Linked DNA regions of Zea mays: region 2 is linked to region 1. A link is a contact called in public Hi-C data. All regions are on one chromosome and are shown on one strand. Each heading gives the region's core, a stretch centred on a gene start, on an enhancer-like site or on the middle of the called end of the contact. The rest is flanking DNA. Distances are from core to core; before and after follow the strand shown.

Evidence for each region. Hi-C and Micro-C count contacts between places; a contact is called where the count stands out from the background.
Region 2: a Hi-C map of leaf shows a contact between it and region 1, with 5 times the contacts expected there. The contact joins the enhancer-like site here to the promoter of LOC103632597 in region 1. A contact is called at or near these places in 2 of 25 Hi-C or Micro-C datasets (bundle sheath and leaf).

What each region holds. Positions count from the first base shown.
Region 1 is chr7:96,465,990-96,471,711 of Zm-B73-REFERENCE-NAM-5.0, forward strand. It overlaps LOC103632597 (ABC transporter G family member 53), which reads right to left and starts at 2,274. Exons shown (of 24, transcript XM_008654356.4): 1 at 1,716-2,274; 2 at 1,337-1,457. The coding sequence starts at 2,047. It also overlaps the pseudogene LOC103634023.
Region 2 is chr7:96,712,270-96,717,687 of Zm-B73-REFERENCE-NAM-5.0, forward strand. No RefSeq gene overlaps it. Among protein-coding and RNA genes, the nearest start is that of LOC100285217, 45 kb to the right of the region's middle. Within about 2 kb of position 1,347, at least 17 of the 20 cell types and tissues checked have an H3K27ac peak or open chromatin away from gene starts, as enhancers often do. A contact at or near this core is called in bundle sheath and leaf, where this site is marked.

The sequences.
Region 1 (5,722 bases), core at 1,024-3,523:
ATGACAAGTCAAATTAGTATGTTTTGAGTGACAAAAACCATAGGGGCCCCAGCCCATACAAGTAGAGAATAGAATAAAAATAATTAAGGAGCACAAGAAGTCAAGAACAGAGCTAGTCAAATTAGTACGTTGACCTGAAACTCAGTTTCGTGGTTGCTTAGCCAAACTGAGCAATACTGTGATTACTCAAGCGTGGAAATAAGAGTAAGACCGCATGTTAGGCTGGTGCCAATACAAACCACAGTGAGCGTGATAGCGCCCAGCAGAAGGCGAGAGCATTGCTAGAGGTGGGCGAGAGCGATCCGCCGGGCGCTGCTGCCATCGCCCGGCGAGAGCGGGCGATATTGCCCTGCTCTCGCCTGCACTGGAGGGCGCTTCCGGGCGAGAAGGAGGTGATAGGCAGACAGGAGGTCTGCACTGGAGGGCGCCTCTGGGCGAGAAGGAGGCGATAGGCAGACAGGAGGTGGGCGTGTTGGCGATGGCATCTTCGTGGGCAAGAGCAAGGGGCGACAGTGAGATGGCGACTTTTGATTGGTTCATAATTTTGAAATAAAAAGCTGATGTAGCTATAGTTTGAGGCTATAGTCTACTCTAGTCTGTACCCGGAGTAGTAGAGACGAGAGCGGACTCAAGAAATGATGTGCCAGGGGCGACAGGGATGGGACGAGTGGAGGACATCACAGGCATTCAGTTATCCAAACGAGCTTCCTCTGTTTGATGTGACATGCGTCCTACCATCTTTTTTACTTTTACATATGGATATAAATATATGGATTTTCCCAAAAAAAAAATGGTGAATTCTAAATGCTGTTTTCCTGTCTTAACGATGATCAATTGTCTCCGAATTATATTGCTTGATGATCTAAATCGATTTATAGGAGTAGATATATTGTGTTGGATTTGTAGTCGTATAAAAAAGAATTGAGTCTGAAACGATGTTAGAGGCAATATCAACTAAAAAAATTGTCTAACACCGATTAAAATGGTTTAGACATGTCCATAGGCCTCCTCTTAGGTAGTGAGATCTTATGGCGCGACAATAATAGAAAAGGTTAAAGTTAACATTGAAAAGACAATAAAGGGAAACTTAAATGATAGAATATATGTCAAGATTTAGTCTTCAATAAAAAAAAACGAAGAGAAGGTAGCTATCTATATACCTGAAACCTTGATTTGTGGCTTAGATTAGGCTTGAAGTCTAGTCTGCTAGCATAAAATCTTGTTATCGTTGGTTGTTGTCATATATCCGAATGGGTTTTATCAAATTTGGCTTGTACTGGCGCAAGCGCAACAAAAGAAATTAGCCAAGTCCAAAACAGTCAGATGTGGAACACACCTCGAGCACGTTGGCGTATGTGTTGAGGATGGTGGGCAGCCCCCTACTGCCGACGTACGCCTCTGCCTCGACGTTCAGGTTCTGGTACCGCACTTCGATCTTGGGCAGATCAATCCCCACCCTGCACCATATAGAGCAAGAAACAGAGGAATTCATCACATGCCGTCTCTGTTTGCTCATGCTAATGAAGTTCTCAATCTCAAGACGGAAACAGTTTGGTAGCAGTTGTCTTTGACAAGTTGGATTCCGGTCCTGTATGCCACATGCATGGTGGCGGAAAAGGGCAAGCTGGCAAGTGGCATTGTGGGAACCAGGAGACGGCGGCACGGCAGGCCGGGAAGCCGGCGACGATTGAGGCAGGCAGTGCGGTATGTCTTACCGGTCGACGCGGTCCTTGAACTTGGAGAGGAAGCGCTGGTGGTCGTCGCCGACCCAGGCGAGGCGCTGCAGCAGCGCGTGGCGCTCCTGCGGGTCGAGCTTCTGCACGTTCACGTGGCGGAGGTCGCCCTCGGGCATGGCGAGCACGGCCGTCCTCGCGCGGTCGTAGGTCGGCAGCTTCTCAAGCGCCGCCCACCGCAGGGCCTCCTCGTCGTCGACGCCGCCGTCCGCGCGCGACGACAGCGAGGAGAAGACGGTGTCGCTCGCGGCCGACCACACCGATCCGTCCCGCCGCAGGCTCCCCAGCGCGTGTATCTCCCCGGCGTCGTCCATGCCGCCACCGCCAGGCCGGGAAGGCAATAAGAAGACGGGGCTCGAAGTTGGAGAGGTTCCCTCCTTAATCCTCACACTACGGAACCGGTAGACGAGTAGCAGGTCATTACGCCTCGTCGTGGACTGCTGCGCTCGTGTCGCATCAGATTATATAGCGGGGCGGGGCGCCGTGAGGAGAAAGGGACTCCCACAACTTTGTCTGTGCAAGAACGATAGAGGTGAGTGTCGGGGGGGGGGGGGGGGGGGGGGGGGGGGGGGGGGGGATCTCAGGGGCGTTCACGCTCGGCTTGCGCTTGATGACGTCCGGCCTGACGACGCGACGCCTGGCGGGCTACAAACTCGTGGCTCCACGCATCCAGCTCGGGCACGTAATGCCACGTACGTACCACGGCGCAGCACGAGACCTTGAAATGCAAATCCCATTTCATTTGTTACTCGGTCTACAAAAATCTTGACTGCACGAACAGCAAGGGAATTGAAATACAATGACTGACATGACGAGCGTGCGCAACGTGATTTATAGAGTGTTTGGTTTGATTAATTATATCATCCAAACTAGTTAGTTGCCCGTGCGTTGCGACGGTACACGAACACTGCTGATAAAAGCATTAATAGTAATTAATTTTGGATAACTTCATGAGATGTACTCTCCCGACAGGAGGAAAAGGAGGAAAGACTCATTCATTTTTTATCCATCAATTAGAACAAAGTAAAAGAAGCAACTAAACACCATACATGTTCATATATAAACTTATATATTGTCTAATAGCTACACTTGTGGTCAACAAGATGTTATTAATCAATTACGAGATTTTCTATGGATACGCGATGTATCAATACTAATACCCCAACTTCTTTTTCTCAAAAACAATGATATATGGATATGCTATTTTGTAAACATTAGTAAAGATTTGTAAATAGTTTATATTGGCTAATTATTGATAATAGTTGTCTTCAGATATTCTGCATCGTGCCCCTGACATAGTAGTCGACGACCTGCTGTAGGGGTAGGCCCTTGTACTCCATGACAGTGGCCATGTCCCACTTGAGCGTGCCCGACACGGCACACGCGTCGCATGTGTATGTGCCGAACCTGATCAGCGGTGAATCCCCAATGCGCCCGAGAATCTTGCTAATCAACCGTCTGTGGACATGGCCGTCGCACACCCCAACGTCTCTGATGCGTACACACTGATGGGCAACCCGTTCATCACCATGTCCGTCTTGTGTACGTTGTCGCTGTCCATGTTGTTCGCGCTACACTTGTCCATTCGCGCTGCATTTGTCCATCCCCATCGGTGGGATGAGGTAGTCGAACTGCGCGAGCGCGAAAAGTAGGAAAAAAGAACAACCATGGTTGATGAGCAAGATGAGGAGTAAGAAAATGATGGACAACCTCTTTCCTTGGCCAAACACCCTATTTATGCATTTAAGGGGAACATGTTATATAAATAATAAATGTAGAAAAGGGAAGAAAGAAAGGAAAGTCACAGCTTGCTCCCGTATTCTTTTACTTTTATACCCTCCTTTTTCTTCCTAAATTCTGGGTTACGTTCATGCACATGGGCAATTGGGCTTCCACCGACCACCGTATTGGGATTTTTTTCTCCCAGAGAAGTTCCCTCTCTCTGTTCCCGACGCGATCAGCTCAGCTGTTCTTCCACTCCTCGGCGGCGCGGTCGATGCCCGCGAGGTAGGCCTTCTTCCTCCTCTCGGCTCACGCAGGCGCACACGATTTGCGAAGCAGGCCGCGTACACGCGCCAGTTGGCGCGGGGCGCAGCCCCTGCCGCGGCATGGTGGAAGACCGCGCGTAGTAGTGCACGCCAGCGGCGAGGCCGACCACCATCTGCGCGAGCTCGAGGGCCTTGGCGGCGTCCCCGTTGCCGTCGTCCTCAGGGGAGGCGGTGCCTGAGAAGACGGCGACGAGGTCCACCATCTGGAGCACGAGGTAGGCCATGAAGCCGAGTGACTGCGCGGCTGCGTCTAGGCGTAGGCGGCGGGGGAGGCCGCGTGGACAAAGCGCAGCGGCTCCAACCCCGTGGCGGCCGCGGTGAGCGCGAGCGTCGCGAAGTAGATGGCAAGGTACGTCTGCGCCAGCAGCAGCACCGGTGGAGCGGCAGGTACGGGCCCATGCGCCGCACCAGCGCGGTGAGCATGAAGAGCGGCAGCACCAGCAGCACCGCCACTGATACCGTGGAGGCGACCACTGAGGATCAGGCGCACGCTGTTAGCGATCCCGGCGTTCGCCGCGGACAGGAACGCCTTGGAGTACTGCGAGAGGCGCGCCAGGTCCGGCATTAGCGTCTCATGCAGTCGACTGGGCAGGTCCCGGAACTCGGAGATGAGGTCGTTGGTGCCTTCCTCTGGCTGCTTGGTCAACACCACGTCCTCCTTAACCTCCCACCTCCGTCGCTGACTCCTCCTTGCTGACGACGGTCGCATTGGCTTTTGCCTTGGCGTCGGCAAGCACCGACGCCTTCTTGCCTGATTTGGTCGGCTTGGCACCGACATCCGCGGTCGAATTGGCCGTTGGTGGTATCTTCGCCTTTCGAGCCAGACGACAGCCTCAGATTTGGCGCCCGTCTTGGAAACCTTGGTGGACTTTGCCAAATCGGTGCCCTTGCCCTTGGCGCGGGGTGTGGGGGGAGGGGGCAGAACCGTGCACCGTGAACGCCTACACTATAGTCTTAAATAGTAGTAGAGATTAAGGTGGTGCATCATGGGTTCATTCCTTAGATTTAGTGGGATGACTCCATTCCTCATATTATTACTAGCTAACTAACTATGAGGAATGAGATGGTGATGGGTCAACTCATTCTATTCCACAAACCAAACAAAAATAGTGAGGAGTGAGAAGACGATGGACTAGTTCATTCCTTAAACAAAACACCCCATTAATTCTCCGGTCTAATCCTTCCGTACAATCATTATGGTAAAGGAGAAGTGCAGTTCAGTGGTAAGGCATATTTTGGTCTTCTTATAAATCATCTAAGGCCTTGTTTGGTTATTCCCATTATACATGGATTGAATAGAATAGGAAAAAAATTAGAAGAACTTTGACTTGTTTGGGATTTAAACCCACCAAATCCCACTCAATCCACATGGATTGAGAACTAACCGAACAAGCCGTAATGGAGTTTAAACATCATAATGATCTTCTTATAGATCATCATAATGGTAAAGGAGAAGTGCAGTATCTGTTTGTTTGGCTTTAATCTATATCGTCTTCTACTGCTCCTATAATATTTTTGTCTCTATAGATTGCAGCTGCAACAGTCCAAACAATCGGCTTTAATACGAAGCAAACAAATAAGAGCTAGTTTGGTAAACTCTTTTTTTTATTTTAGGAACCTCATTTTCCCAAACATGGAATTTTTCCCGAACATGGACTGCTGTAACCAAACATGGTAAAGGCTAAGAGCTAGTTTGGGACCTCATTTTTTCAAGGGATTTCAATTTTTCCAAGGGAAATTATTTCATTTTCCCTTGGAAAAAAGGAATCCATTGGGATGGTAAAATAAAGTTCCCAAACTAGCCCTAAACGATATATATATATATATTCAGATCTAATTTCAAATCTGATATATAAATACCAAAAAATCATGTTCACATAGATTACATCCCTTCCAAATCTCATATATGCATATATACAAAATAGAAAAGAAAATAAGGAA
Region 2 (5,418 bases), core at 97-2,596, 250 kb after region 1:
TAGATCTAATTTTCGTTGACAAGATGACTTCAAATGAAACAGTTGCCAACTACAAAATTCTATAACTTCTCAAGATCTACAAAGTTTATTTTGGTTGTTTGTCATTTGTTCATCTCACATGATGGTTCTAACAATATGCACAAATCTTATACATCTCTCTCGTAGTTTCATAAACTACGAGAAATATATATGTTTTATGAACAAATTTATTTTTATTTTGTCATATAAAGAAATGTTCAAAATATAAATTGTACATCATGATGAGTTATACAAATTTGTAGTTGAAAACTTTTTCATTTGAATTAATTTACTTCTTTAAAATGTGATTTTTAAATTGTCTTTGCTTAGTGTTGAAAAAAAAACACTCGGCAAAGAGCTCTTTGTCGAGTGTTATATTTTTGACACTCGGCAAAGAAGCTCTTTACCGAGTGTCAAAAATAAAACACTCGTCAAAGAGCTTCTTCGCCGAGTATTTTTTTATCGAGAGTTTTTTTGTGTAGCTACTTTGCCGAGTGCTCAAAAAAAACACTCGACAAAATATTTGGCACTCGGCAAAGAGCCAAATTTCGGTGGTGGAAGTCTAAAATAAAAATGCCTAAAATTCCTAACAATAACTGCTTGCACACGGTTTGCACTAATTACTTGCAGCTGATCCGTTCTCATGTTGTGTATGCAGTCTATTTCTCATGCTTTGGTTTCCAAATCAATCAGTGTGGGTGGGTCATACACGCCATACCGGCGGTCTCCGTCGTGGATCCATCGTTTTGGAGAGACCAAGTCCTGTCCCCCGGCCAGCCCAGTGATGAGGCCCAGCGCCCCACAATTAATCAATGGAGACCGGCCGGGCCGAGCTAGTAGTAATTTCGCCGGTCCACACATAAAAGACCGACGGATCCACCTTTCCGGCGGCAGGCATGCATGCATCCATGCACGCACGCACTTGAGCACATCCCACGAGCTAGCTAGGTTTATTTTTACATGGATGGATGGATGGGATCGCGCGTGCTGTTTTCCCCTTGCAAGCGACGGGACAGGAGGAAGAAGCCGGGCGCCACACGGTGTGGTGTCCAATTAAGCAGCAAGCTAATTTGGCGGAGCATGATCACATAAACGTCGCTGGCGCATGCATGCTTTGGATTTGCATTTCTTTTTTGCCCGGTCGCCGGCCGCGTCGTCGTCACAGTCCGCAGCTCGACGTTTTTTTTCGCGCACAGGCGCAGCCCCAAGTGATACTTTTCAGCGGTGACGGAAAAAAGCCTGCGAAGTTGGAAGCACACAGTACGTGTGCGTACGTCGATCGATCATCTGTCAGTGTGTTTGTCGTTACGACGATCTCCTGCAGCTGCAGTAGTGCTGAGAATTGGGCCAAGCCGGGCCAGCTCGGTCCAAGCCCGTCGTGCTTCGTATCAAACGGGTTCGGGCCAGGAAAGCCTAAACAATTTTTGGGCCGTGCCATGCCATCCCGAAGTGTAAAAACAGTGGTCCGGCCCAGCCCTAAACCACGTCGTGCCTTCGTTGGGCCGTGCCGGCCCAAGCCCGTCCCGTATATTTGACCACATAAAATAGAAATATTATAACCATATAAAGTTCATAGCTTACTAAATTAAAAATATTAAACAATTATAACATCATTTAACCACATAAACTCCAAATATAACAACAATATAAAGTTAATATCTTACTAAATTAAAGAAATTAAATAGATTAGGCTTAATTGGGCCGTGCCGTCCCAAGTCCGGCCCATCTATGCGGGCCGTACTGGGGGCCCAACGGGTCGGAATTTGAGGCTCGACTCAGACCCGCCTTCGGACCGTGCTAGCCCGGCCCATATTATTTCGTGCCGAGCCGTGCTTTGGGCTCTTATTTTCGGACCGTGCTCGTGCTGGCCCAAAAAACCCAGCCCAGATTCCCAGCACTACCCTGCAGCAGTCACAACCCGATGCTGTCGTCGTCATCACGGACGCGCGACCGAAGAATGACGAAGCCGCGTGAATATAGATTAATTAGATCGATCCATCTTTAGCTTTGTTTAAAATTCAGAGCATCCACCACTAATAATTTCCTTGGAATACTGTATCGTACGTACCAACTCCCCTCCTAGCTAGCTAGTGGCGGATGCATGCATGGATTTGTAGCTGCTTCTCAACAGAACGTAACTGGTTGCGCCGCTAATTATCAGTGGCGGCCGGGTGTCCAGAGAAAACAAGCAGGGAAGTAGTAATTTTTTTTTCGATGACAATCACACATCAGCTGGTAGTAGCTAACAATATGATAGATGGAGTACCACCACTAGGGCTCTTTTTCATTTTTCGTCTGTTCTATGCGGGATTTTTTTAAAAAAAGATGACACACTCACAATATATATATATATATATATATATATATATATATATATATATATATATATATATATATATATATATATATATATATATATGGCAGGTATAACGGGAGCTCTGGGCTTCGAATATTAAAGAGAGCCCGGGTCGGTAACAGGGGTCTGGTCCGCTGAACCGAACGTGCGTGTGTATGATGGAGACAAGACAGATAACATGCAGGACCGACGGTGCCGTGACTCGGTTCGTAACGGCAAGGCGGTAAACATATGGTAGTGGGCGGAATTATAGGGATTAGATTCCTCATGCAAACGTGGTTACTCTGAAACGTGGGCGCGGAATTTATGGATCTTGCATGGAGCATAATGGCGGCAGGTAAATATAATATCGAATAAGATGTTAAAAGATATGGCATAAAATAGTTACGCTATAGATGTTGCGTATATATTATATAACGTTTGGCATAAAACATTGAGTCATTGTGCGTAAATAGTGAGTTAGGGATATTTGGATTACATGTAAATTGCTACATTATCGGTACGGGTTCGGAAATTATGGAAATACCCTGGAAACGTGGATGCACTTACTTGTTTAGTATAGCATCTGTGATTTCCTTTCATTCGAAATACCCCCACATTGCAGAACTAGTTGGCGGTGGAGATGGCCGGCTCTAGACAATCGCCGGCGATGGTAGGAGATGGCGGTCGGATTCGTCCAGACACTGAGGGACTAGTTGATGGTAACTTAATGGTTACACCACCTCCTGTTCTACTGGGGCATGTAATCGACGAGATAAGCAATGGGGAGGAAGGAGAACAACGGATTCGACCTCCGATGTCCAATATTAGCTCCAGGGAGATGGATATGCCTCAAATACTGCATTCACATGTAAGTACAATTGTTGTATTTGATTCTTGATTGATTTGATTGTTATGATCATAATCCGTGGTACAAACAACATTGTCAATGAATTGCAGCAAAAAAAACATTGATCCGAATATAGTGCCAACAGTAGGGATGACTTTCAAGGCTATTGATGATGCATATACATTTTATAAAAGGTATGCATATGAAGTTGGATTTCCATTGAAGAAATACAGGGAGAAGACATTCAGTAAGTGGATAAATTGTTCACGTGAAGGTAAAAGTGCACCAAAACCAAATGATACACCTAGGATGAGGAATAGGAATTCTGGCCGTACGCAATGTAAGGCTGGAATCAAATTAAAAAAATACATGATGATGAAAAAAATGTGGTAGCTGCAAAGATTGAACTGGTGAATTTGGAACATAGCCATGAGTTCATAACTGACGAAGCAAAGAAACAACATCTACGTTGCAACAAAAGTCGGGATGCGGAATTCATAAATTTTGTTGATGCAATGCATGAAAGCCGAGTGCCCCGGCATTGCATAGTTGATTTTATATGAGACATGCATGATGGGCTAGAGAACGTACCGGTAACTGCTCAAGATCTGAAAAACATGTAAGAAATCTTTTGTGTTGACTATGTATATATTGAGTGCCATAGATATTACTATAGTAAATGTTTGGATGGTCATTTTTTGTACAACAATTGTAGGAGGACAGCAAGGAGACGAGAAAACTGCGCAAATGATGTAGCCAAACTTCTGTCTTTCTTTACGGAATGCAAGAACAGAATCCACAATGTTTTTGTGATTTTCAGCTAGAGAAGGATGGGAAAATTGTGAGTATTTTTTGGTCACTCGCAAGTATGCAGGGGGAATATGCAGATTATGCTGATGCTGTGACCTTTGATACAACACACAGGACCAATAGATATGATTAACCACTAGGCATGTTTATTGGAGCTAACAGCCATCTGTAATGTACAATGTTTGGATTTGTGTTGTTGGGAGATGAAACAGTTCAGACTTTTGAATGGGCTTTCAATTCATTCAAAACATGTATGGGATGAGAGGGACCAAGAGTTATGCTAACAGGTATGTGGTATGTGAATTTGTTATGCTAACACGACAAATAATTTATTGTGATAGTCAAATAATGGTTTGTGAGCAATTGCAGATCAAGATCCTGCAATGCCAATTGCTCTGCGAATTGTATTTCCAAAAACAATTCACAGACTGTGTATATGGCATGTTCAGAACCGATTTATGCCATTTTTAAATGAATTATATGCAAGGTTTGCTAATAAAGATTTTAAAACAAAATTCCAATCTATTATACATCATCCTTTAACTCCTCGTGAGTTTGAATGTGCCTAGGAAATGATGCTAGAAGAATACAATCTGCATGAAGCTATTACTCTACGCAAGTTATATGAAATACGGAAAGAATGGATACCAGCATTTTTTAAAAATGACTTCTGTGGGGTAATGGTGTCTACATAACGCAATGAGAGCACAAACAGATTAGTGAAGAAATCACATGTAGATGCGAACACCCCTCTGCATGAGTTTGCTAAACAAGTGATGAAAATGTTGCATAGCAGGAAAATGAAAGAATCAAAGGAGGCATTGATGAGCAAGGTATATCGTGTTTGTTATCAATAATCAATGGCATACATGTTTATGTAATTACGTTATTTAATTATGATGTTAACGTCTTATAGGGACCAAGGACAACCGATACGTTGTATAGGTTCGAAGTGAGAGTCTCTAGGGCATACACCAGAGCTGTTATGAATAGATTTGAGGAATCAATGAAATACGCCACTGCATACAGAATATTGAAGGACACAGATGGTTGTTATAAAGATTGGATCGTACAACATACAAAAAAATCTAATAAAATTGTGTGGGGACAACATCAATTCAAGATAACAGCGGACATAGAAGCTGGTGAGTATACATGCGAGTGCAAACAGTGGGAACATACAGGTTTGCACATCTTGTCTTGATTATACTAATAAAAGTATATATTTGATAGGTTTTTTTATTGATATATAGAATAATATATATCATTAACAATATAATGATTATTTTTCATGATTGCAGGTCTATTAGGTGTTCATCTTTTAAGAGCCTTCATGCATCTACAAGTAGAAAAGATACCTTCAAAGTATATATTGAAAGGTACACTGTCTCATCAAGACAAGATG